7 separate regions of the Mus musculus genome follow, and all the other regions are linked to region 7. The links are chromatin contacts, called in public HiChIP or PLAC-seq and promoter capture Hi-C maps. All regions are on one chromosome and are shown on one strand. Each heading gives the region's core, a stretch centred on a gene start, on an enhancer-like site or on the middle of the called end of the contact. The rest is flanking DNA. Distances are from core to core; before and after follow the strand shown. Region 1 overlaps Rsbn1l (round spermatid basic protein 1-like). Region 2 holds the start of Orc5 (origin recognition complex, subunit 5). Region 3 overlaps Ptpn12 (protein tyrosine phosphatase, non-receptor type 12). Region 4 holds the start of Ptpn12 (protein tyrosine phosphatase, non-receptor type 12). Region 5 overlaps Ptpn12 (protein tyrosine phosphatase, non-receptor type 12). Region 6 has its middle 17 kb from the start of Gsap. Region 7 holds the start of Napepld (N-acyl phosphatidylethanolamine phospholipase D).

The links. Promoter capture Hi-C pulls out the DNA fragments that hold promoters and counts their contacts. HiChIP or PLAC-seq counts read pairs in DNA pulled down with a chosen protein or histone mark. Capture Hi-C pulls out chosen DNA fragments and counts their contacts.
Region 1: an H3K4me3 HiChIP or PLAC-seq map of pro-B cells shows a contact between it and region 7, with 3 times the contacts expected there. The contact joins the enhancer-like site here to the promoter of Napepld in region 7. A contact is called at or near these places in 4 of 39 promoter capture datasets (the 3T3-L1 cell line, liver and pre-B cells) and 2 of 115 datasets of contacts at active chromatin or transcription factors (large pre-B cells and pro-B cells).
Region 2: a contact with region 7 is called in a FOXA1 HiChIP or PLAC-seq map of pancreatic cancer cells. The contact joins the promoter of Orc5 here to the promoter of Napepld in region 7. A contact is called at or near these places in 9 of 39 promoter capture datasets (cranial neural crest, erythroid cells, frontonasal cranial neural crest and 5 more), 1 of 484 Hi-C or Micro-C datasets (B cells), 4 of 115 datasets of contacts at active chromatin or transcription factors (astrocytes, memory CD8 T cells, pancreatic cancer cells and 1 more) and 2 of 9 other capture datasets (embryonic stem cells and liver).
Region 3: a contact with region 7 is called in an H3K4me3 HiChIP or PLAC-seq map of bone marrow-derived macrophages, with 2.8 times the contacts expected there. The contact joins the enhancer-like site here to the promoter of Napepld in region 7. A contact is called at or near these places in 2 of 39 promoter capture datasets (hippocampal neurons and liver), 2 of 115 datasets of contacts at active chromatin or transcription factors (astrocytes and bone marrow-derived macrophages) and 2 of 9 other capture datasets (embryonic stem cells and liver).
Region 4: a promoter capture Hi-C map of liver shows a contact between it and region 7. The contact joins the promoter of Ptpn12 here to the promoter of Napepld in region 7. A contact is called at or near these places in 6 of 39 promoter capture datasets (the C10 cell line, cranial neural crest, embryonic stem cells and 2 more), 4 of 484 Hi-C or Micro-C datasets (CD4 T cells, cardiomyocytes, embryonic stem cells and 1 more), 6 of 115 datasets of contacts at active chromatin or transcription factors (astrocytes, embryonic stem cells, extraembryonic endoderm stem cells and 3 more) and 2 of 9 other capture datasets (liver and macrophages).
Region 5: a contact with region 7 is called in a promoter capture Hi-C map of the HPC-7 cell line. The contact joins the enhancer-like site here to the promoter of Napepld in region 7. A contact is called at or near these places in 2 of 39 promoter capture datasets (the HPC-7 cell line and hippocampal neurons), 1 of 115 datasets of contacts at active chromatin or transcription factors (astrocytes) and 2 of 9 other capture datasets (embryonic stem cells and liver).
Region 6: a contact with region 7 is called in a promoter capture Hi-C map of liver, with 2.3 times the contacts expected there. The contact joins the enhancer-like site here to the promoter of Napepld in region 7. A contact is called at or near these places in 4 of 39 promoter capture datasets (the C10 cell line, the HPC-7 cell line, cranial neural crest and 1 more), 1 of 115 datasets of contacts at active chromatin or transcription factors (pancreatic cancer cells) and 1 of 9 other capture datasets (liver).

The regions. Positions count from the first base shown.
Region 1 is chr5:20,928,235-20,931,488 of GRCm38.p6, reverse strand. All of the region lies in intron 1 of Rsbn1l (round spermatid basic protein 1-like), which reads left to right. Among named protein-coding and RNA genes, the nearest start is that of A630072M18Rik, 21 kb to the left of the region's middle. Within about 2 kb of position 1,363, at least 73 of the 459 cell types and tissues checked have an H3K27ac peak or open chromatin away from gene starts, as enhancers often do.
Region 2 is chr5:22,548,501-22,551,761 of GRCm38.p6, reverse strand. Orc5 (origin recognition complex, subunit 5) reads left to right here and starts at 1,424. Exons shown (of 14, transcript NM_011959.3): 1 at 1,424-1,570. The coding sequence starts at 1,499. It overlaps 6030443J06Rik (RIKEN cDNA 6030443J06 gene), which reads right to left and starts at 1,349. Exons shown (of 3, transcript NR_102315.1): 1 at 1,290-1,349.
Region 3 is chr5:21,023,340-21,026,426 of GRCm38.p6, reverse strand. All of the region lies in intron 2 of Ptpn12 (protein tyrosine phosphatase, non-receptor type 12), which reads left to right. Among named protein-coding and RNA genes, the nearest start is that of Ptpn12, 31 kb to the left of the region's middle. Within about 2 kb of position 1,731, at least 5 of the 459 cell types and tissues checked have an H3K27ac peak or open chromatin away from gene starts, as enhancers often do. A contact at or near this core is called in bone marrow-derived macrophages, where this site is marked.
Region 4 is chr5:21,053,935-21,057,201 of GRCm38.p6, reverse strand. Ptpn12 (protein tyrosine phosphatase, non-receptor type 12) reads left to right here and starts at 1,291. Exons shown (of 18, transcript NM_011203.3): 1 at 1,291-1,553. The coding sequence starts at 1,455. It overlaps Gm42221 (a long non-coding RNA gene), which reads right to left and starts at 1,135. Exons shown (of 4, transcript XR_880864.3): 1 at 731-1,135.
Region 5 is chr5:21,005,984-21,009,112 of GRCm38.p6, reverse strand. All of the region lies in intron 8 of Ptpn12 (protein tyrosine phosphatase, non-receptor type 12), which reads left to right. Among named protein-coding and RNA genes, the nearest start is that of Ptpn12, 48 kb to the left of the region's middle. Within about 2 kb of position 1,797, at least 1 of the 459 cell types and tissues checked has an H3K27ac peak or open chromatin away from gene starts, as enhancers often do. A contact at or near this core is called in the HPC-7 cell line, where this site is marked.
Region 6 is chr5:21,167,522-21,170,429 of GRCm38.p6, reverse strand. No RefSeq gene overlaps it. Among named protein-coding and RNA genes, the nearest start is that of Gsap, 17 kb to the left of the region's middle. Within about 2 kb of position 1,314, at least 51 of the 459 cell types and tissues checked have an H3K27ac peak or open chromatin away from gene starts, as enhancers often do. A contact at or near this core is called in liver, where this site is marked.
Region 7 is chr5:21,700,104-21,703,157 of GRCm38.p6, reverse strand. Napepld (N-acyl phosphatidylethanolamine phospholipase D) reads left to right here and starts at 1,762. Exons shown (of 5, transcript NM_178728.6): 1 at 1,762-1,953.

The DNA.
Region 1 (3,254 bases), core at 114-2,613, 770 kb after region 7:
ACCTTCATGTGAGGTCAGTGTGGTCAGGTGCCTTACACGTAAGCCATCTTGGTGGCCCTTACTTTTTTTTTAAACTGTTTTTTTATTTTTATGGGACAGATTTTCTCACTGGATCCTAAGGCTTGCCAATTTTTTTAGAATGGCTGGCAATCAAGCTCCAGGCTTTTCTAGATTGCTGTGTTGTTAAAGTTATGTAGCATGTGGCATTTTACACTGTATTCTTTCAGTTAGTAATGCTCATGTACATTTTCCTATGTCTTTGCATGGCTTGATAGCTCCTGTCTCTTTTTGGTGCTGAAGAATATCGAATTGTTTGGATGCACCAGAGTTTACATTCATCCACTGAAGAATATCTTGGTTGCTTCCTTCTGTTTTTGGATAATTATGAATGAACCTGGTATAACTACTTATTTATGTGTTGTTGTGTGAAAGTAAGGTTTTAGCTCTTGGATTATATCTGCAAACAGTCTTCCTACGTAGTGTCTTGCATTCCCACTAGCAACGAATGAGAATTCCTGTTCCTGGTGTTTACTGGTATTTAATGGTGCTGACAATGTTCTGGGGTTTGGCCAATTTTATAGTCATGTGGTGACATGCTGTGTTTTGTAGTTTTGGTGACAGACGATGTGACACACACCTTTGCATGCGTGCTTATTTGTCTTCTGCACAGTTTTTATGGGGAAGTCTTTGACCCATTTTAAAGTCTGGCATTTTTGTTGAATTGTAAGAGGAGTCTACATTGAATAGTAGAGGTTGATCAGATCTATCTCTCTTCTGTGGTTTGCCTTTCTGTTCTCTTGATAGTGGCTGTTAAAGAATGTTAATGAGTCTAGACTATCAGTTCTTTTCCTTGGCACACTATGCCTTTATGCAGTATCTCCCTGCCCCCTACAAGGACATACACCATGTAGGTCTCCTAGGCTGCCTTCTAGGAGTCTCAGGAGTTCCTCTTTTGTTTTGAATGTGACTATCCAGGTGTAGTGCTGTCTGTTGAAAAGATTCTTTTGTCTCCATTGTGAAAACTGAGCTGCCTGTAAGGTGGGCTTGTTTCTGAACACCCAGTTTTATTCTCCTGATTTTTGGTTGTTGTTATTGACAGTAACTGTCTTGATACCTTTTTACACTTTCTAAATTGCACTTATGGGAAGTGTGACTTTCCAAACTCTGTGCTGTTCTACAGTAGAATAATTCTTGCTGTCATTATAAGGGTTATGATGAGAGACAAGTGAGAAAGTTTATTCTAAGCTTTAGGTTAGACTGTGAAGGATAAAACTACGTTTTTTGAGTCATGTTCTCACTATGTAGCTCTGGCTGTCTTGGAATTCACCATGTAGGCCAGGCTGGCCTCAAACTCAGAGATCTGCCAGCATTCGCCTTTCATATGCTGGGATTAAAGACATGAGTCATTACCTACAACCGGCTATTCTTGGTCATGAAAATAAATAAATCAAAACTGATAAAGAACCAGTCCTCTCAGGAACAATGTGTTAAAGAAACCAGCAGTGCCAAGATCCTGTTTCCATTATAAGCCCTTACTTATGAAGGGATGGAGACATGACAACATGGAAAATTGACAGCTGAGAGTAGGTATCTGAAAGTTTGTTAGTTACCAAGCTTGCAGTGCCTAACCTTGAACTTCTGTCTTTTGAGCAAGTAACAACATCACGTTATCGCAACTTTTCATGTTACAGAATTGCATGTAATTTAAAGGAGGCGGTTAGGATTGAGTTTCAGATTTCAGTGCTGGTGAGACAGCAGAGCCGGTCAAGGCACTTGTTGCATAAGCTTGATGGCCTGAATTTAATCTCTGGAATTCCTGTAAAAGTTCAAGGAGTGGACTGACTCTATAAAGTTGTCTTCTGACCTCCAATGCATGCTGTGGCATGTACCCCACTCCCGATCTCTCGCTCTCTTAACCCCCGCCCCCTACACACACAGATAGACAGAGACAGACAAAGAAGAGAGACAAGAGAAAGGAAAATAGTTCAGTAATTTAAAAACAACTTGAAGTGATGTTATATATGTATTGGGCTAAATAAAATGTGTTACTAAAAGTAATTTCACCGCTACTTGTTATTCTTTTAATGTGACTGCTGAAAAACGCAAATTTGCAGATGACATTATGTTTCTGTTGGTAAGTTCGAGCTGAGATCATCATCTAGTTATCATATGATTATAGCCTGGATTAGGGTGATGCTTACTAAAGTAAGAAGTTTTTAAGGGATTCTACAGTATCCATATACATTGCAAAGATTCCATTTTACTAGGTTGTGTGCTTCTGTTATAGCTTTGTAGCAATAGCAACAACAACCAGCTTTTGAAGGGAAGGGCAGTATTACTTTGTTTTTATTTTGTATATATTTACCCTTGGCTAGAGTCATAGGAAACTGAGTGAGTAAACAAGAACAATAAGGTAGTATGCATTTCATAAAGCCATTTGGAGTTTTAGGATATAAATCAATGGGTTTGTTTGTTTGTTTGTTTGTTTTTTGATTTCCTTTCTTTTGTTTTTTGTTTTTTTTAAAGATTTACTTACTTATTATATGTAAGTATACTGTAGCTGTCTTCAGACACTCCAGAAGAGGGTGTCAGATCTTTTTACATTTGGCTGTGAGCCACCATGAGGTTGCTGGCAATTGAACTCAGAACCTCTGGAAGAGCAGTCAGTGCTCTTAACCACTGAGCCATCTCTTCAGCCCATGTTGTGTTTGTTTGTTTGTTTCAACACGGGGTTTCTCTGTGTAGCTCTGGCCATCTTGGAACTCACTGTAGATCAGACTGGCCTTAAACCCTTAAACACAGATTCACCTGCCTCTGCCTCTTGAGTGCTGGAATTAAAGGCGTGTGCCACCACTGACTGGCTCCATCAATGAGTTCTTACTACCCATAATTTATTACCACAGTAACACTAGTTAGCCATGTTAGTCATGTTCTTCTTAAAATGCAGAAGGGTGAGGGACCTTAGTCTCTAGCTTGTGTAGTCATGAGGATGCCGTCCAGCATCATTTCTCAGGTTTGGACATTTGCTAACAATACGAATGTGCCTAAGTTTAGAGCCGTAACTTTTCAGAATACTTGTCCATTCCAGTTTAGCCAATTATTTTATGTGATTTGAAATTACTCCTATATTTTGGTTGACATAAAATCAATGAAAAAATAATCATTGAAATTAAATGTGGGGCTGGAGAGATGGCTCAGTGGTTAAGAGCACTGACTGCTCTTCTGTAGGTCCCGGGTTCAAATCCCAGCAACCA
Region 2 (3,261 bases), core at 175-2,674, 850 kb before region 7:
ACAGATCAAAGTAAATGAATCAAAGACCCAGAAACAAACTCACATACCTATGAACACTTGATCTTTGAAAAAGAAGCCAAAATTATACAGTGAAAAAGAAAGAAAGAAAGAAAGAAAGAAAGAAAGAAAGAAAGAAAGAAAGAAAGAAAGAAAGCAAGCACCTTCAATAAATGGTGCTGGTCTAACTGGCAGTCTGTATGTAGAAGAATGAAAATAGATCCATATTTATCATCTTGCACAAACCTCAAGTCCAAGTGGATCAAGGATCTCAACATAAAACCGGATACATTGAGTCTAATAGAAGAGAAAGTGGGGAAGAGCCATGAACACGCTGGCATAGGGAAAATGTCCTGAATAGAACACCAGTGGCTCAGGCTCTAAGATCAAATATTGATAAATGGGACCTCATGAAACTGAAAAGCTTCTGTAAGGCAAAGGGCTCTATCAACAGGACCAAACAGCAGCCTACAGATTGGGAAAGGATTGTCACTAACTACTTATGGTAGAGGCTGTGGAGTAAGGGGAATACTTCTTCATTGCAGGTAGTAATTCAAACTTGTACAACCACTTTGGAACCAAAGTGTGTGTGTGTGTGTGTGGTAATTAGATTTCCTCCACAGGCAGTTGTATTGTTCAATAATACATAATGGGCCTCTTTCTAATATGGGTGCCGTGTTTTCCTTGTCTTTTTGCACTGTTTATGAAATCTATGTGTAGCAGACACTGCGTACATTATCTTTTATTCTTAAAAATACTCTACTATAGTCCTTATGTTCTATATAAGGAAGTTTATAAATAAACGGTTCAAAGATTCTCCCAACATCTCAAAATTCAGAAAAAGTTGAGTCAATGTTTCCAGACCAAATTTTTTTTTCAGGACCCAAAGCCCTCTCTTTGGACACGAATTTTCTTATTCCTATACATTCTTTCATTTCAAGGCTTTTCTTCTTCCAGGTGTCCTATAAATGTGCAAGGACAACGTTAATTTTACTGATTACCCTCACTAACACTCGAATACTTCCACATCTAGTTTCAAGCTTGCAAAGACAAACAAATGATTTTATTTAGTTAGTTCCACAGAGTTCCCATTGTCCACTTTCTTGCCAGAGGAAAACCAATTTTTTTTTAAAGAATACTCGTTTCTGTCGGTACTTTTATGTGTGCGGCTTTCTGGAGGGAACTGAAGACACAGAAGGTGGGCGGTGAGGTGCCCCCAGGTCGCCCTTCAGCTTGTGTAAGGGTTTCAGGCTGGAAAGCTCAGGCCAGAGTGGGAAGCGATAACCACTTACCAGTAACCGACCACTGAGCACCGCCGCCTGGAGACTAGAGCGGCCCACGTTGTCGCGCGGCTCCCTGACGTCACTCGACCGCGCTGGCTCCGCCCCCAGCCCAGGCTTCCGGCCGGAAAGCTTGCGGTTGTTCTACGTGAACCACGCCTGAGTGGCGCAGGGCTGACCGGAGGCCAACTGCTCTGCAGTATCAGGTGGTGCCCGCCAAAATGTCTCACTTGGAGAGCATGGTCCTCTGTCGAGAGGCCCAAGTGTCCACTTTGCAGTCCCTGTTTGGAGAGGTATTGTAGTCAGACTGCTTCCCAAATGCCAGAGGCGAATGCGTCCTGGATCCGTTCCGTTTGGGGGGAGTACTGTGTGGATTGCGAGGCGGTAGGCTATCCCCCTTATGTTAAGATGGAGGTGCGGTATGACTGCCCCACACTTACCCAAAGAAACTTCTCAGTCTATTTTAAAGGAGACTGCAGAGGAAGAGCTGGCCTGCTCTACAGGACGTCGGCTAGGAAGTGCTCCTTTTACTTGGACCACACTTTGGAGATTATGTGAGCCCCAAATAGCTACTGCAAGTTGCTGCAGAACAGGGTTTGGGTAGGAAGTCTGTTTGCAGAGTGTTTACTAAACGCCAGTTCGCCCGTTGTAGTGAGGTATAGATTGGGTCAAATACAGAGAGGTGATTGGCTTCAAGGCCAATTAGGGTAACGCTGTGGTTTAGCCTTTAAAATCCTTCAGCTTTTCTAGAATTATAAAAGCCAGGAGAAGTCTCGCTTGGGTTTCTCTCCCTGCCGACCAGATGAGATGATTTAGAGGGGAGAGGTTAGCCTCTGAAGTGAACACAGGCTGAAGTAACATTCATTTCTCTCAGTTGCCTTGCATTGTGCTCATTAATTAGAATTGATTGCACTTGGATCTTATCTGGGAGATGAGCAAATACAAATAGCCATTTAGTCTTCCTTTAGAAATGTACTTTCATCCAGCAGAGTGTCGGATCCAGTGCGTCTGTGGTGGCAGATGAAATAGTCATGGAAAAGTACTTCCCTCCATCTAAAAGGCGTCATGTTAGCAATTCTAGAGGTCAGCTGCATCTGTAGTTCCTAGTTATAATGCTTTCAGTTATAGTTACCTATATTATTGAAATGTATAATTGTTTATGCTCTGTACATTCCTTCATTGGACTTGATAAACCCAGATTATTCTAACCAAAAGTACTCCTCTTTTTTTGAGGAATACTTTATTAGCAAAATAAGATAGGTAGGGCTGATTTAGCAGTGGGTCCCAGAAAAGGCTTCACCTTTGCTCTTATTTAATACTACATCTAACAAAAACAATATTTTTCTTCAAGGAAGTTTGCATGTGGGAAATACAAAGAACCACTATAGCAAATAGCTACAGAAGAAAAAAGAGCTAGCTATGCTCGTAGAAGACTAATTTATATGTTTAGCAAGTGTGTATTTTCTGAGCACTGGCTCTGTGTGTGGCACTGTGCCAGATTCAGTCTTGTGGCACATGTTGGGGAAAAGTTAAGTGACAGTGGAGTCAGAGTTCATTTCAACTCTAGGTGACAATGTGAACGTTGTTTAAAAGGGGAGCATGCTGGTTAGTTTTGCCCTCGTGGGAAGAGAGAACATAACTGAAAACAAATATGCCTCCAACAGATAGTCAGTAGGCAAGTCTGTAGGACATTTTCTTGATTAATGATTGATGTGGGAGGGCCCAGCCCACTGGGAATGGTACAACTCCAGGGAAGAAAGCAAGCTGAGTAAGTCATTAAGACACCTTCCTCCGTGGCCTCTGCTTCAGTTTCTGCTTCTAGGTTCTTGCCTGGAATTCCTGCCCCAACTTTCCTTCATGATGAACTATAACCGTCAAGCTGAAGTAAACCCTTTCCTCCACAGGACGCCTCTGAGCATGCTATTAATCACGGCAATGGAAGCTTGTATGGGCAGGGAATACTGTAGTAGGCTCCAAAGAGTAG
Region 3 (3,087 bases), core at 482-2,981, 680 kb after region 7:
GCAGCTGCTAGTATTCTTTCGGGTTCTGGATTTTGTTCTTTAAGAAATTTAACATAGCTGTCATTTCATATATTATCTGTGGCGCTTGATATCATTAACTCAGCACGTTTTCTTGTTATATTTGTGTTATGGTAGTATTGGTGTGGTAAAGATTTTTGTATAAACACACTTTTATTCTTAAGTGCATATGTAGGAATATCATTGCAGACCTACAGAAGTTTATATTTAACCTTTTTGGTTTTATGCGGCAGCAAGTTGCTGTGTAGCCGAGGCTGGATTCTGAATTCTTACTCCTCCTGCCTCAGCCTGTAACAGTGAACCTTTAGGCATGTACCACAACACCTAGCTTCTGTTTAGCTTTTTAAGAAAATTGAGATAAATGTATTTCAAAGTCACTATCCTGTTTTCTATTTCCAACATTAGTATGTAAGCACCAGTTGCCCACATTCCTACCAGCACTCGTAAGTTTTGGATTTTTGCTTGAGACTGTGTCTGCTTGGTATTAAGCTGCTAGCTACAAGCATCCTTCCTTCCTCAGCCTCCTGAGCAGCTGAGTTAGAGGTGTGAGCCATTGTACTTAGTTAGCTGCAGGACTTTCCTTTTCTGAGTGTGTACACCTGTTCACACGTGCTTGTGGAGGCCTGAGGTCAATGCTGGCAGTTTTCCTCAGTTGCTCTTCAGATTGAAGCAAAGTCTTAATGAAGTTCAGAGCTCACTGTTAAGGCTAGTCCCACTGTCTAGCTGCTCATATGTACTCAGCAAGCACTCAGCTGCTTCAACCACGAGACATCGTCCCAGGTCCAGACTTCTGGTGATAGTTTTTCTAGTGCTTCTTGATGTGTTTCTAATTTGATGTGTTTTTCATGTGCTGTTAGCTAATTCTTTGGTGAAAAGTCTTCCAGTTTTTTAAAGAAAACTTTATTTTAATCTTAGTGTGTTATAAGAATTCTTTTTTAGAACCAGTAAATCTAAGAGGTCCTATTGTTAGAAAAAAATAATGAAAGATAAAATATTTGTTATTTTCAGTTCTGTCCAAATGAAATTATAGATAAAGTTTATTACTGTGGATTTCCAGTGGAAGCAAAAACAATAAACCATTTGCAATCCTGAAAAAAAAAAAAAAAAAAGAATTCTTTTTGTTGTTCCTGCTTGGGTTTGAAATAGAGATCTCATACTTGCCTTAGCCTCAAACCTTCCTAGTGCTGGGATTACAAGTGTGGATTAATGTCCAACAAGAGTTCTTAATACATCCTGAATCCTAGAAACTATTCCCAGAATTAAATTTCTCTATTAGATAAAAGGTTACTTACCTATGTTTGTTTGTTTGTAAGGGCTAAAAGTGAGAAAGGCTTTGGAGTTGGTGAAATGGAAATAGTCTGCCTATTTTGTTGTTAAATAGGAAGATTATATTACTTCACATTGTGTATGGTTAAACTTTTTCATCTTAAGAAACTTTTAAGAGTAAGGAAGAAATTCCCACCTTGCACGTAGGCAGCCTAACATGTAGGCTAAGGATCTTAACTATCATTTTGGAACCAGTTGTTGTACTCTACCTTAGAGGTACTTTGACTAGAGAGTGGTATGCCGTATGGATAACAGTTATTAACTGGGACCCCTTATTACTGGCGAACATAGTAAGAGGAAGCATTTACAGTTAGTCAGCATTATCCTGACTGAATATTCTAGCCTCATGTATCAGAAGCAGCATTTTTGGAACATCTATTTTCTTTTCTAAATGGTACTTTAAAAAGGGAAGCCACATAATGTGAATGAAATCAGTGTCAGAGCACTAGCAAACATGTAACCATTTTAGTGCCTGAAAAATTTTTAGAGATAGTTTACATAGAGATTATTCTTATGTCTGTCTTATATCTCTTCCTACAAATTTCCAAAATAAAGATTTTATCCCCCAAAAATAAGAAAAAAGAACTTTAGTGCTTTATATAATATTTGAACCAATGAAAAATAAGTTACTCATTGTAGTTGGCCTTGTAATAGTTTAGTTTATGCATAGCTGTTTCCATTTCTAGTTTTTCTTTTTGTATGTTAATTGGCTTTCTGATTCATTGTGGATTAAAAGGCCATAATGTGATAGTCATAGTTACAGTGTACATATTCTGATCCTTTCTAAACCAAAGGTAGTAATTATTAGGCAGCTCTAATACCTTACCAACCAGATGTCTGAGGTTTCTTTAAATTACAAGTAATAAGATGTGTATGTACCTCAGGAACCACCCTGTCTTCAACCATGAAGCTGTACATTAAGAACAAATATAATTCTGTAGTATTCTTTTTTTCTTTATGTATGTGAGCATGTACATACATGTTTGTGCCTGTGTCGGTTTATGTGCACCACATGTGTGCAGGTTCTCTGGGGAGGCCAGAGTTCATCAGATCCCTTGAAGCTGGAGTTACAAGTGGTTGTGAGCCATCTGGCAGGGGCATTGAGAATCACTGTGATCCTCTGCAATGCAGCAATGGCCTATAACTACCCAGCCGTCTCGCCAGTCTTTAGTCTTATGGTATTAGTCCCCCAAAATATATAGTTTCCTCCTGGTCAAAAGTCATAAATTAGGAAAACTTGTAATTTGAAGAGACAAAGAAGAAGGAATAACTAAATCTATGTGTAATCTTAGAAAACATCAAGAAAATTGTTACTTAATAGTTTTATAACTGAATTTTCTGGGTTTGATAATTATGCTGTATTTATATAGGATTTTAGTCTTAAGACAGAAAAGGGGGCTATTCCTATAACCCCAGCACTTAGGAGGCTAAGTACAAAGAATCATGAGTTTGGAGGCAGAGACAGGCAGATTTCTGAATTCGAGGCCAGCCTGGTCTACAAAGTGAGTTCCAGGACAGCCAAGACTATACAGAGAAACCCTGTCTCGAAAAACCAAAAAAAAAAAAAAAAAAAAAAAAAAAAAGAACATAAGAATCATGAGTTCGAAACTAGTCCAGACTGTATAGCAAGGTCCTGGTTGAAATATTCCTACCCAACACAAATTTGTAGCTATTATTAGAAATCTCAGTAGCAGTTAGCTATAACTCTACATTATTTTTGCAATTTCTATCTAAATCTAAAGT
Region 4 (3,267 bases), core at 42-2,541, 650 kb after region 7:
TGAGTTGGTACATATCAGATGCATTATTTCCTGTATTTTATTTTAAAGTGTAACTGTATATTGCTACTCACATGTGTTGTCTTCGATTTTCTTTTTAATTAAATTTCACAGTGCGGCCAAATATCGGTTTAGGAAATGTTTCCTGCATTGATATTTCCTATCTTAAGCATATTTCCTGGCAGCCTGTTCTGTGAAAACATGTTTTTTGTTTGTGGGTGTAGGTGACCAAAGTCAGTCCATGGATCAAATCCCTCAGTTGTGCAACTGTGTACTACTACAAACTCTCGTCCTTTCGAGAAAAAGTAAAAGTTAGAGTCAAAGTAAAAGAACCTGCGTTTTAGTTCTGACTCCACATGAACATGTTGGGGGGGTGAACTTTGGACAAATCATTTCTATTTATGAAAGGACAGATTGCATCAGCACGCTCTCTGTCTGCTAAGAGTCACAAATTCTATTCTACGAAAGAATGTCACCCATTCAACTCTGAAACCGTGAGAATTTAAAGATAGGAAGCAATATTGTCTTCCTCTTGGCAAAAAAAGGTGCAATGAGAAAGATGCATTACGAATTAAGAGCTTTCCCTCACTGGGATTAGAAAGATTGCGAAGAGTAAACCCTTTCACTCTGGAAACTATTGGCTTCTCCTAGCCAAAGTGCCAAAGCCTTGGGAGACCCTCACCAAGGCATTCGTAAAGCGAAGGTGAAGGCTCTACTACAGTTCCCAGCATACCTCTGTCCCACCCTGCTCCGGGCACTCCTGCAGGCGGGTCTTGTAGTCCCAGCCCGCGGCCGGCAGTAGCGCTGAAGCACTTTTGGAATCAGCTTTCCCTCCCCGCCAAACCCGGAGGCCGCAAGCCCCATCTGAAGTTTACTGTCTGACCCACTGGGCTTGGCCGGGCTTCCAGACGTAGGACGTCCACCAGAAGCCAGCCTCACCGCAGCGAGCGGCGAGCGCCCTAGGAGAGGGCCACGCCCCGGAAGCGGCTTCCAGCCACTCAGAGCGGGCGGGGGCGGGCCCGGGCGGGCGTGCGGGGGCGGCTGGGTCTTCGCTCTGGGGCGGGGCCGCCGTACGAGCCCGCGCGTCTGGGTGGCGGCGGGGGCGCGCCCGTGGGGAGAGGCGGCTGCGGCTGCTGGTGGGGGGTGGGGGGGGAGGCAGAACCGGGAAGGGGGCAGGGCGAACTGAGAGCCGTGTTCCTGAGGCGGCGGCGTCTCGGACTGAGGAGGGCGGGGAAGGAGGATGGGGCAGGCTGGGGGTTGGGGCCGGCGCTAGCCCGCGGCTCGCCTCGTAGTAGGGGAAAGCGACGCTGCTCTTTAAGTTGCGCGGGGAGCCCGGCCGGTGCCGCCGCAGCCGCAGCCGCCTGGCGCGGCGGGGAGGGAGGGCGGGCCGGAGCGAGCTGGGGAAGACGGAGCGGGCGCTGCGGCGCGCGGGCGGGCGGCGGGGGGGACGCGGGAGGATGGAGCAAGTGGAGATCCTGAGGAGGTTCATCCAGAGGGTCCAGGCCATGAAGAGTCCGGATCACAATGGGGAGGACAACTTCGCCCGGGACTTCATGGTGAGTGTCCGTTCTCGCCGGCGCCTCGTGTCGCCAGCCGCCGAGCTCCCCTCGCCTCTCCCGGTCGGTCGGGGCTGCCAGCGCTTTGTGTGCGGTGCGAGGACAGGCGCGGGGCGCGCGCCCAGCCGCGAGCGCCGTCGGCGAGCTTGCGGGAGGCGAGGTCACCCCCGCCCCTCAGCCTCTCTTTTCCGCGGCCGCTACCTGCGCTCCCCGGCCCAGCCCGCTCCGGCCCCGCCGCCCGCGACTACCTATTGTCTCCCCGGCCGGGCGGCGGCGGCTGGAGTGCGGGCTCGCCTTCCCACGCCTGCCTTCCCCGCCTGCCCCTCCGGGGAGGGTCGAGGCGAGCTGTCTGGCTGCGGCCAGCGGAGCGGCTCGAGGCTGCCGGAGAGCGAGGGTGTAGAGCATTAACTCGCTGGGTCCCTGTACGGATGCCGGCCTTGGTCCGAGTGGACGGCAGGACGACTCCGTGTCTGGGTTCACAGTTATTAGCTCAGCGCTTGCCAGAGGCTTGACCATAAGGAATCTCATGGTTTACCTGATCTCCATTTATCTGGTCAGGTTTCTTTTCGTCCTGAGACCCAGGTTTGAGGTGGCTGTGAGGCCAGTGTGACTTTAGATCGAAAAGGGAGGGGGATATCAGTGTGGATGGGGGTTATCCTGAAGGAAGCTCACTCCGGACTTGAGGGGATATTGCCGAAGCCGGAGGGGATGTGACTATCACTTCCTATCCGGGGTGGGGGTGGGGAAGCTGGGAACAATAGTCATGGTAGGGTGGAGGCGACTATATGGGCTGAAGCCCTGGGAGATAACCTTCCCGTCCCCCCTTTTCCGCCACCCCCCTTTCCGCCCTCTGCTTGTGTAGGCAGGCTTGAGTGAGTGGAGGTGGGGGTTAAAAGTCTAGTATGTGAAATTTCTCTAGGTGCATAATTGGAGAGAGGGTATCAATTCCGAAGGCGTGGGACCAGAAGCTGACTTCCTACATTACCCCCTCCTCGCTCCTTTTATTTTTCTGTTGGACAATGTTCCCTCTAGGGTTGTTTCCCGGCTTTGGAGGCGGTGGTTGCGGCTGCTGCTCCTACGGATGTTGCGCAAGACTGGGGCGTTGTAAACCCTGGAGGTCTGGGGAATGGAAAAGGAAATGGGACTTTGGGAAGTCCTTCGCTCTTTAGCGGGGGTTGGGAATAGCAAATGAACTAGGGAAAATTTTGCTCTGGACAAGGTGCACTTCTAAGAATAATCAGTTCATCTGAAATTTGGTTATGAAAAGCCATATGCAGTTGAGGTCTATAAAAATGAGTGGCTACGAAACATTTGCTAGTTTTTATTTAAAGTGCAAATGAAGTGATTTTTAGTACTGAAGTGGGTGTTCACATTTTAAAGAGATTTCTGTCTAGTAAAACTTTAGTGTTAAAATTGTTAATGGCTTGAAAAGTAGACTGTTAGCCTTGCACAGTATTAGTAGTATTGTGGGGTTTTGTGACTTCCACCTTGCAGTTTTATAAAAATAGAAAGTAGGAACAAGATACAGTGAGGACTGAAAATGTAGATCAAAGTCCAGTTATTCCTTATTTTAAACATTTTCTGATATTTAGATGATGTTTTGGAAAAAGTACTTTTCTTCTTACCATCGAATTTTGATGGTTAGTATCTGTTGAATGATATCATTTGCAAACATTGGAAAGAGCCCTCCTTTTACTACTCTATAGTAAATGTA
Region 5 (3,129 bases), core at 548-3,047, 690 kb after region 7:
AGGGACACGCTTATAACCCCAAACCAAGGAGGCTGATGTGAGCTTTAGCCGCTCAGGGCTACCTCCCGATAATGTTGTCCCTTAGCAGAAAGAAGGGAAGGAAAGAGAGGGGACAGACAAAGCCTTACCTGACACATACTAAACATGAGAGTTTAAAAGAATTCATTGCTAGTTACACAGCATAGATGTCATTTGTAAGATATACCTGAATTTCATAGCTCTTACGATGTAGATTGTAAGGTGTTTTCCAAGTGACAAACATCCTGTGCTGGATTTTGTTCCCGAGGAGCAAGCTGCCATGTCTGTACCATTGTTGTCATACCCTGAAATTATAGTTTACAAACTTCTGAAATCTTAAGCAAACATGAAACGAGCATTCTTTTTTTTTTTTTTCACCTTTTAAGGAATTATGGTGGGTGATATTTATTGTTAAATATTCTAATCTCCCCACTTTTTTTTTTTTTTTTTTTGAGAATTGAAGGCTTATCACTGCATCTTATGTAGGCCAGGCTGGTATCAGACTTATTAAATAGCCAAGGCTATCTTCCTTGCCTCCACTCTTCTGCTTGGATTATAGATGTGTGCTATGATACCTGACATAGCATTTTTGTAGTAAGTTAAATATAAACTGTTGGTATACATTTACTGGACATCTTTATTAAATTGTGCTGTGTAGCATTGCCCAAAGTAATGACCTGCCCCTTAACAGGCTTAAGTTTAGCTATATCTCTGTTAAACTGCTCTGTAAAATGTTTTCACTCTTTCCAGGTAATACTAAGTTCCAATTAGTCTTTGCAAATTTAGTCATGTTGAGACATAAGAAGTCATGTAAACACAGCCTTCAAATTCTGCCATTCTTGAAGGGGTAACTAATTTTGTGTTCCGAGTGCAGGTTAGAGGTTGTGTTAAATAAGAGCAGGTGTTTTTAACTGAGCTCATTGACCTGTTTTTATTGTCTGATTATTTTTCCTACTTATAAGCCATGAAATATTTTAAATGAAAAGCAAAGAAACATTCCAGTTGGAAGGAAGATAGCCTTAATTTTTTTTCATATCTGGGAAATTAAGAATGTGTGCCTAAACATTTATAGGATTTTTATGTCCTTAAATATTGTGACTTCTTTGTTCCCTGTCTCATCTGACAGACTTTCTACTCCAGTAAACTCCGTATTATTTATGATAGAACTAACGAGCTCTGAAACACTTTTCAGAAAGGTTTGTTAATGTTCTGTGGCTTCTTTGAATGACCACTACTCTTTTTTTAAAAGGCGGGGTCTTAATAGCCAAGGTGAGCCTTGAACTTTTACCTCCCCATTCCTAGGATACCAAAGAAGGAAGAAACACCTTACCTAACTTAGTTTTAATGTAAAATTATTCAAAGGCTCCCTAAAGTGGCTCATGCCTATAATCTCACTGCATAGCGACTGTCGGAGCCCAGCCTGGGCCGCAGAGTGAGACTATGTCTCACAAAGACGAAGAGAATTAACAACAATACAATCCTAAAGGAGCAAACCAACAAAAACCCAAAAACCAGGGAGACAGCAAAGGAAACAACTAAGCTAGGTTTTAAACACAGGAAAAATAGCTGCTACTTGAATTGTATGTTTTTTCTATTGCTGTCATAAAATATCATGACCCAAAATAAATTTAAATAAGAAAGGGTTGACTTAGCTTACAGTTTCAGAGGATGAGTGTGCATAATGTTGGGGAATAGCCTCAGCATCAGAAAGTAAGGCAAGGCTAAACCCTGCAAGCCTACCAATATTTGTCCTCCAACAAGGCCCCATTTCCTAAAGGTCTCATGTTACACCAACCTCCTAAAGGGGACCAACTGGGGACCAAGTGTTCAAATGTGTGAGTCTGGAAGACATTACTCATCTAAACCACCTCATCCATGCTTAAGGTCTACATTTATAGTGTATAGAAAAATGTTAGGGAGAATACAACTTTTAAAAGAATAAATGTTGAATCAATCATAAAAATAGAAGGTTCACAGTAGTTTACAGTATAATCATGGTTATATTGTACAGTAATGTATAAGATATTTCAAAACCTAATTTTAGAATTTCACTAGATAAATATGTATGTTTCCAAGTAGTATAAAATTTACTTGATTCCTTAGGCAGTTTTTCTATTTTCTATCTTGATATTTCAAAAGACCTTAGAATCAGAGTTTCTCAAAAATCACACTAAATTTGTCCTGCTAAACTATTTGTATCTGTAATTGAATTTTACTATAAGAAATAAATAAAGAAAACACAGCACGGTAGTTATGCCTGTAATCCCAGCATTCTGGAAACTGAAGCAGGAACATTATGAGTAGGACACCAACATGAGTTCAATTCCCAGCAACCACATGGTGGCTCACAACCACCTGTATTGAGATCTGATGCTCTCTTCTGGTGTACTCATATAAATAAAAATAAATCTTTAAAAAAAAAAGAGAGATTATTGGTTAATTACTTTTTTAAAAGGTTGATTTATTTCAATTTTGACTTTTCTTACCTAACTGGTGTCTTTTGATTAGTAAAGAGAGCTGCCTCCAGGAGAATTGGTTTGCTGGTAGATATACAGAAACCATCTAACAAATTACTAGATTAAAACAATCTTTTCATAGTTAATTAATGGTGGTCAAAAAAGAAAGCTTTTGTTCTGATATTGAAAGATAAAGAAATGGTTTAACTTGATTTTTTTTAACAACTTGTTTGAAATTATTTCCTGTTCCATCCTGTTATTCAGCCAATAACTATAATTCATAAGTCTATTTCAGTAGGGTTTTTCTAGTTTTAAAAATTATTTACAGGGTGGTGATGGTGGTGCACACCTTTAACCCCAACACTTGGGAGGCAGAGGAGGATGGATCTCTGAGTTTTGAGGCTAGCCTAGATAGACTACAGAAAGAGTTCCAGGACAGCCAGGGCTTGCTACACAGAGAAACCATGTATGGGGGAAAAATGATGATTTAATGCTGTTAGAAGACAGTGTGTTAACTGAAGTAACTTAAAAGCACATCTACAAAAGGAAAGAAAACGTACCCATTTAATATAAAGTGTGTTTGTTGGGATCTTAAAACCTATCCCCAGCTGGCTGGGACCTCAAGTACTCATGCCTCAGTCTCTGAAGTGCTCGT
Region 6 (2,908 bases), core at 65-2,564, 530 kb after region 7:
CCCCCTGTTACCCTCTCTTGTCCCCTCAGAGACACCACTTCCCCCTCTCTTCCCAATCAATGGCCCACTTCTTCCAATGATTCTCTTCACAGTCGCTACCCTGTTTTGCCTTAACTGTCAGATTGACACAGCCCACAGTCATCTGATAGGAAAACATCACTGGAGGAGTTGCTTAGATCAGACTGGCCTGAAGGCATGTCTTCAGAAGATTATCTTGATTATTAGTAGGTGTAGGAGGGGCCAGCCTGCTGTGGTGGTACCATCCTTAGACAAGTGGTAAGACAGACAGCTGAGCATGAGTCTGAGGGTGAACCAGAATGAAACAACCACTTCTGACCTGAAGAAATATTTGCTGACCTAAGTGATTTTGTTTTTGTTTTTGTTTTTTTTGCCATGAACCAGAAAAATCCTAGCATGTGTATGGTGAAGGGTAGAGCTGCTCACCGAGTAGTCCTTCTTTAGCTCATTCCTTTCCACTATAACCCTCAACACAAATGAGTTCAAAGGAAATGGGCCATTTCAAGCCTTCATTTTTGGCTGAATATCCATCCTGCAAACTCTCTTCTTAGACATATGCACCAAGGTACCAAGTCACAGAGCACAGAGACACTCAACGAAATTGAATATAGCAATAATACAGCAATGCATCTTCATTAATAAACTGATAGAATTAGCCAAGGTTTGCAGGACTATTCCGACAACTATGAGTTTTCTTGTAATTTTACTTCTCTGTGCTCTAGGGACTTTATAGGATCCTGAAATGTGTTTCTGGAACATTCCTCTGAGGCAAATAAGAAGCAGGTGTAATTATGTCTTCTTCACACATGGACAGGCAAACAGAAAGGAACGCACTGAAGCACACGAGGCAAAGGCCAAATGGTTCCAATGTGACCTATGCTCCTACCAGCCCACTTTCCTTTATCTGCACTGTGGGAACCTTGGAAGGCATTGTTCTGTCATTTTCTGAGGACATCTGAAGCAAAGAAATGATAAAGCTAATGCTTATGGGCAGCAGCAGTCCAAGCCTGTGGAGAGAAAATGTGATTTCTACAGATAATGTGATCATGTCTCCTCAAAGCTAAAGTCTCTCCCCCTCTGATGAGCCCAAGCCATACAATTTGATAGAGAAGCAAGCAGAGAATTGACTCTAAACTAATAGATGTGATAATGGCTGCAAAGCTCTGAAAGCACTCGGCATTTCCGGAGGACTATGCAACTGGGAATTTTTCCAAATTGTAATAGTTTTCAGTGGAACAGGCTTACAAAATGTGCTGCCGCTGGCCAGACGCCATATTGCTGACACTATAGAACAAAGCCAGACCCAAAGAAGAAGAAAAGCACAGCCCAAAGCCTGCACTGTTCACCCTCTTTGCTACTGTGCCTTGGTTTTAGACGAGATTTATTCTTCAAGATCTGGGCCCTTAAGGAATTCTTAATTTTAATAACCAGGGCTGGGGAAATGGCTCTGTGGGTAAGTGGTTGCTGAACAAGTGTGAGGAGCAGGGAGAGCCTCAGCACCCGAGTAAATGTTGTGTGGGTGTGGCAGCCCACTTGGCATCTCACTGTGTGAGACACGCAGGATCTCCGGAGCAGTTTGCTACAGAATAGCTGAGATGACTAGTCCTCTGAGTTCAGTGTAAGACTTTGCCTTGTATAAAGTTGTAGAGAGATAGAGATACCTGATTTTGGCCTCCAGCCTGTACACAAACACACATCTATACACATACCCACTATATGCATACACACACACACACACACATATACACCTGTATGCATGAGAGCGTGTACACACACACACACACACACACATATACAGATACATGCACATGCATACCACACACATACAAACACACATTTTAAAATAATTTTAATACCCTCACCTTCAAGCCACAGACCCTAAAACAAGTTCATAGTCAGTCTTGGCCATTTTTTGACCTCCAGCTTCCATAAGTCCCAGTTTGCTCTGTGTGGAGGGCCCACAGCAAAAATCTATCTTCTCTTCCTGCCTCTCTACCACTCTCTCCAAACACCTCCCATGTAAAAACCCTGAGACTGAAGGAAAGAAAAGGTAGCTGGCGTCCTCCAGTAACAAAGGTTCAGGGTCTTCCTTTTCTATACGTTTTGTCCTTTGCCAGGTAGCGTACATATTGAAATGTGGAACTCAGCGGACAACATCCGCACTAGTGGCCTGTCCACCAATAGACTATTTTTCATGAGGTTACAACTTCTTGGCTCTTTATATCAGTAGGTTCTAGAATCCACAAATTTAACCATTTTTAGATTTTAAATAGTTTTAGACTATTTACCAAATATATACAGAGGTCTCCCTAGAAAGCTTAAGGCCTCATAGTAAGACATTGACCCAAAACTAAATAAATAATCCACCCCCAAATCAAAAAAAACAAAAACCCAGATGATTTTTGTTTTGTGGTCTATGCCTATAATCCAAGCACTTGAGAGGAAGAAACAAGTGAAGATCTCTGTGAAGATCAAGATTAGCCTGGTCTACATCCAGTTCCAGGACAGCCAAGGCTCCAATAGTGACACCCTATCACACACACACAGAGGGTGGGGCAAAGACACCAACCAATGTGTCCTAGTTCTGTCAGAATTCCCTATAGAACATAAAACATCAGCGCATCAGGTACACTGCATTTGCATCATATCAAGTCTTATGAGTCCATTATGAACAAATGTTTGCAGATTTCACAAAAGAAAGGAGCATCATCAGAGTCGATGTCTGCGGGGTTCTGGAAAATGTGGAGGTAGAGATGGAAACAACACTAGAGCAAACTTCTATCACCCCAAAGTTTGGCTCTACCCAAGTTTATGTCAGTATGTGTCTCAGGTCTTCATCTTCACTGCACACACTGGCAAATAAATCATGTAAACAAACAAACAAACAAAC
Region 7 (3,054 bases), core at 513-3,012:
ACAACGAATTCTTCCATAGTTCTGAAACTTCTGTAGTGTTTGCTGGGTTGGGAAAACAAACCTTACTGCATACTGTGATCCTTCCCGACACACACTGGCCTTGCTTATCTAAAACACTAGCTCCCTGAGGACTCCTCTCTCCACCATGCTAAGAGGCACTCCATTTTCATTTTCTGACTCATAGACTCATATCTTGTGCTGAGGTAACTACTCTGTGAACATGGCGGCATGTCAAACTAAACCTTTTACTTTTGTATGAAAATGCTATTGTGGTTGTGAAACCCAGAATATTTCTTCTTAGAAGAGTCAAATGATTTAAGCATTATTGTATCAGAAATTTATCCAAACAGCATGACAATGCAGACCCATTTTTTGTGTATATAAAATGTGTTCACAGTGACTGATGGAATAAGGGCAAGAAATGACATGTTTAAAGTTCCCTAGCAAGGATGCTAGGAATCGAAGCAGTAATAGCAGTCTGTCCTTTGGGGTTGAATTTGAAGTGTGTCTTCCCTTCTTTTTTAAAATTTGCTAATGCATGTCGAGAATTATTCAGCCCCACCCAGGCGCAAAAGAGCTATCAGGAATAAACTTTAAACTTTTGCTAGTTTTACACTTAAAACTAGCAAAAGGAAAACAATCAGTTACAACTGCAAACTACCCTGAGGAAATCAAGTATACATCGATAGTGTCCTGCAGTATTAGATAGCTATAGTCACTTTCTAAATGCATTATAGTTTGGTTTGCATATTCCTAGCGTATCTGTACTAATGCCTGGTCTTTCTTTTCTTTTTGCTAACACAATCTCAGACACAATCTATTTAGTTCTGGTCTATGAATATATCTCACAAAGACCTTCAAGAGTATTTAAACTGTCAGCCTATCTATTTACCATTGAATTCTGTATGACTTTGCAAGTTATCTCTTGAAATAATTTCAACCAGTTAAGAATTTCAGAATTGTAATTTTATGTTTTGATCTTATCCTGAGATTTCAAAAAGCCAGACATTTAGAACATTATATGCCGAAGGCTGACATAATTTAAAATGTAACTGAGTACACAAGGTAGTGGAGCCATTTATACTCAGTACTCACTATATATAATCAGTGTCTGTAACCGAGCTCTTTAGTCAAGACTGTCAGTGCTGTTGTACATAGTGGGCCACGACAGGCACATTGGGCAACCAGATTCTTCTGGGTTTAGCAACTGTCAAGGAATGAGCTCACGTGACCTGGAAGGCTGGGAGCCAAACTGGTCAGAGAGCTTTGCGGTATCAGTTCTGCTCGCTGCGCGGACTTTACCAAGATGGCCTCGAGGCCTCTGCGCCTCTGTCCTCCGGGGCAGCCATCTTGGTAAAGGCCAGGCAGGGGGTGGCTCCCGGTATGACCCGGCTGCAGCCTGGGACCGCATGGTCAGAGACGACCGCCACCAAAGATGGGGAGGCGGCGCGTGCTGAGGCGCTGCGTGCAGCTGTTGGTGTCCTCAGCGGAGCTGGGGTGGCCGGGCCGAGGGAGGAGAGACGCGGGAGGAGGGCGTAGAGCGGCTGGGCCCGCAGAGCCGAGGCCCTCAGGCGAGGAGACGCGACGCAGCGCGCGCCTGCCTGCGCTCCGCGCAAGGTGAGCCCGCCCCTTCGCTCCACCCTCGCAAGATGGCTCCGCCCCTCGAGCTTCCGCTCCGTCCAGCAGCCTCGCTTCATCCCGCCCTCTAACCAACTCCGCCCCCCGCCTTCCAGCGCCGCCCACCGGCATGGCCCCGCCCACATACAGCGCGCCGCCTTCCCGGGAACCTGAGCGCCTGCGGGTGAGCCTCCCTGCTGTTAGCCTGGATCTTCGCGGGAGGCGGTTCGGCGACCGCGGTTCCTTTTCGTTGGTTTGCTCCTTAGTCTCGATATCTGCGTGGAACAGCCTTTCTGGGGCTGTTCGGATACCTCGGTGAAGTGCAGCGGGTTTCGAGTAGGTTTCTAGCACCCAAGCCCTGCCTCCTCCTGGAGATGCACTTGTGAGTGGCAGGCTTCTTTTGAATTACCGCACCTCTGGAGTTGCGGAGCTTGCATCTCTGGATCCGCTTACGTGAAGAGCCACCGCGTTTTTAGGCGCCCAGAGGGAAGTAGCTGTATTTGGGATTTAAGATCTACCCTTCCTGCTGCAGACTCCCTGGTTACAGCTCCACGATAGGAATACAAGTGGGTGTATCTTCATTTGGTTGTATGTAAATGAATGGGGTCCACAACTTGCTCAGAGCAACTTATTTCAGCTTCGGTGTAGTATTTATGTCCTAAAAAAATCCATCCCCAAAGCATTATTGCCGTTTTTCTTAAAGTAAGAGTAACTTATTTAACCACAGAATGAATAAAAGTACGAGGCGGGATTAGAGAAGGATGGCAATAGACCTTTTTCTTTCTTTTCTTTTTCCTTTTCTTTCTTTTGTACTGTGTTTGCTCATTAGATCGGCTATTCTTGATGGCGGTTCATATGGACTCCTCTTCCCAAGGAGCGCGGTATGAACCCGGTTGTTGTGAATATGCGTTCAAGGTCTCCAGTGGAACCTGGATAATGTGTACTAACAGTCAGACCCAGAAAACATTAAGGGATTGAGAAAAGTCAACAACATAAAAAAAAAAAAGTCTGGGATTCTTGCTTTGCCCTTACTGTAGGCTGTTTATACGTTGTTATGCTGTGACTTGCATGGGTGGTTTTGGCTTAGCATGAAGTCAGAAAGCCACTTTTGCAACACACTTCTCTTAAATTAAGAAATAATTTTCATCTTTATTAACAGATGGACGTATAACAGTTCTGTTTTGTCACATTGGGTAGAAGTTAGTGGTAACAACATGATTTAGAAAGAAGTTACATAATCTTTAAAAGGGTGATTACTTGTATCTTACAACAGTCTAATTAAAAAAAATAGTTTGATTTTTGTTGTAAGGAAATGTTAGCTCTGTTAAAGATTTAGGGCAAAAATGTGCATTTAAAATCAGAATCTAAGAGGAATCGAGGGTTTGAAATGGGTGTAAGTCAATTGGAAATACAGTCATAATTTTCAAAGATTTTATT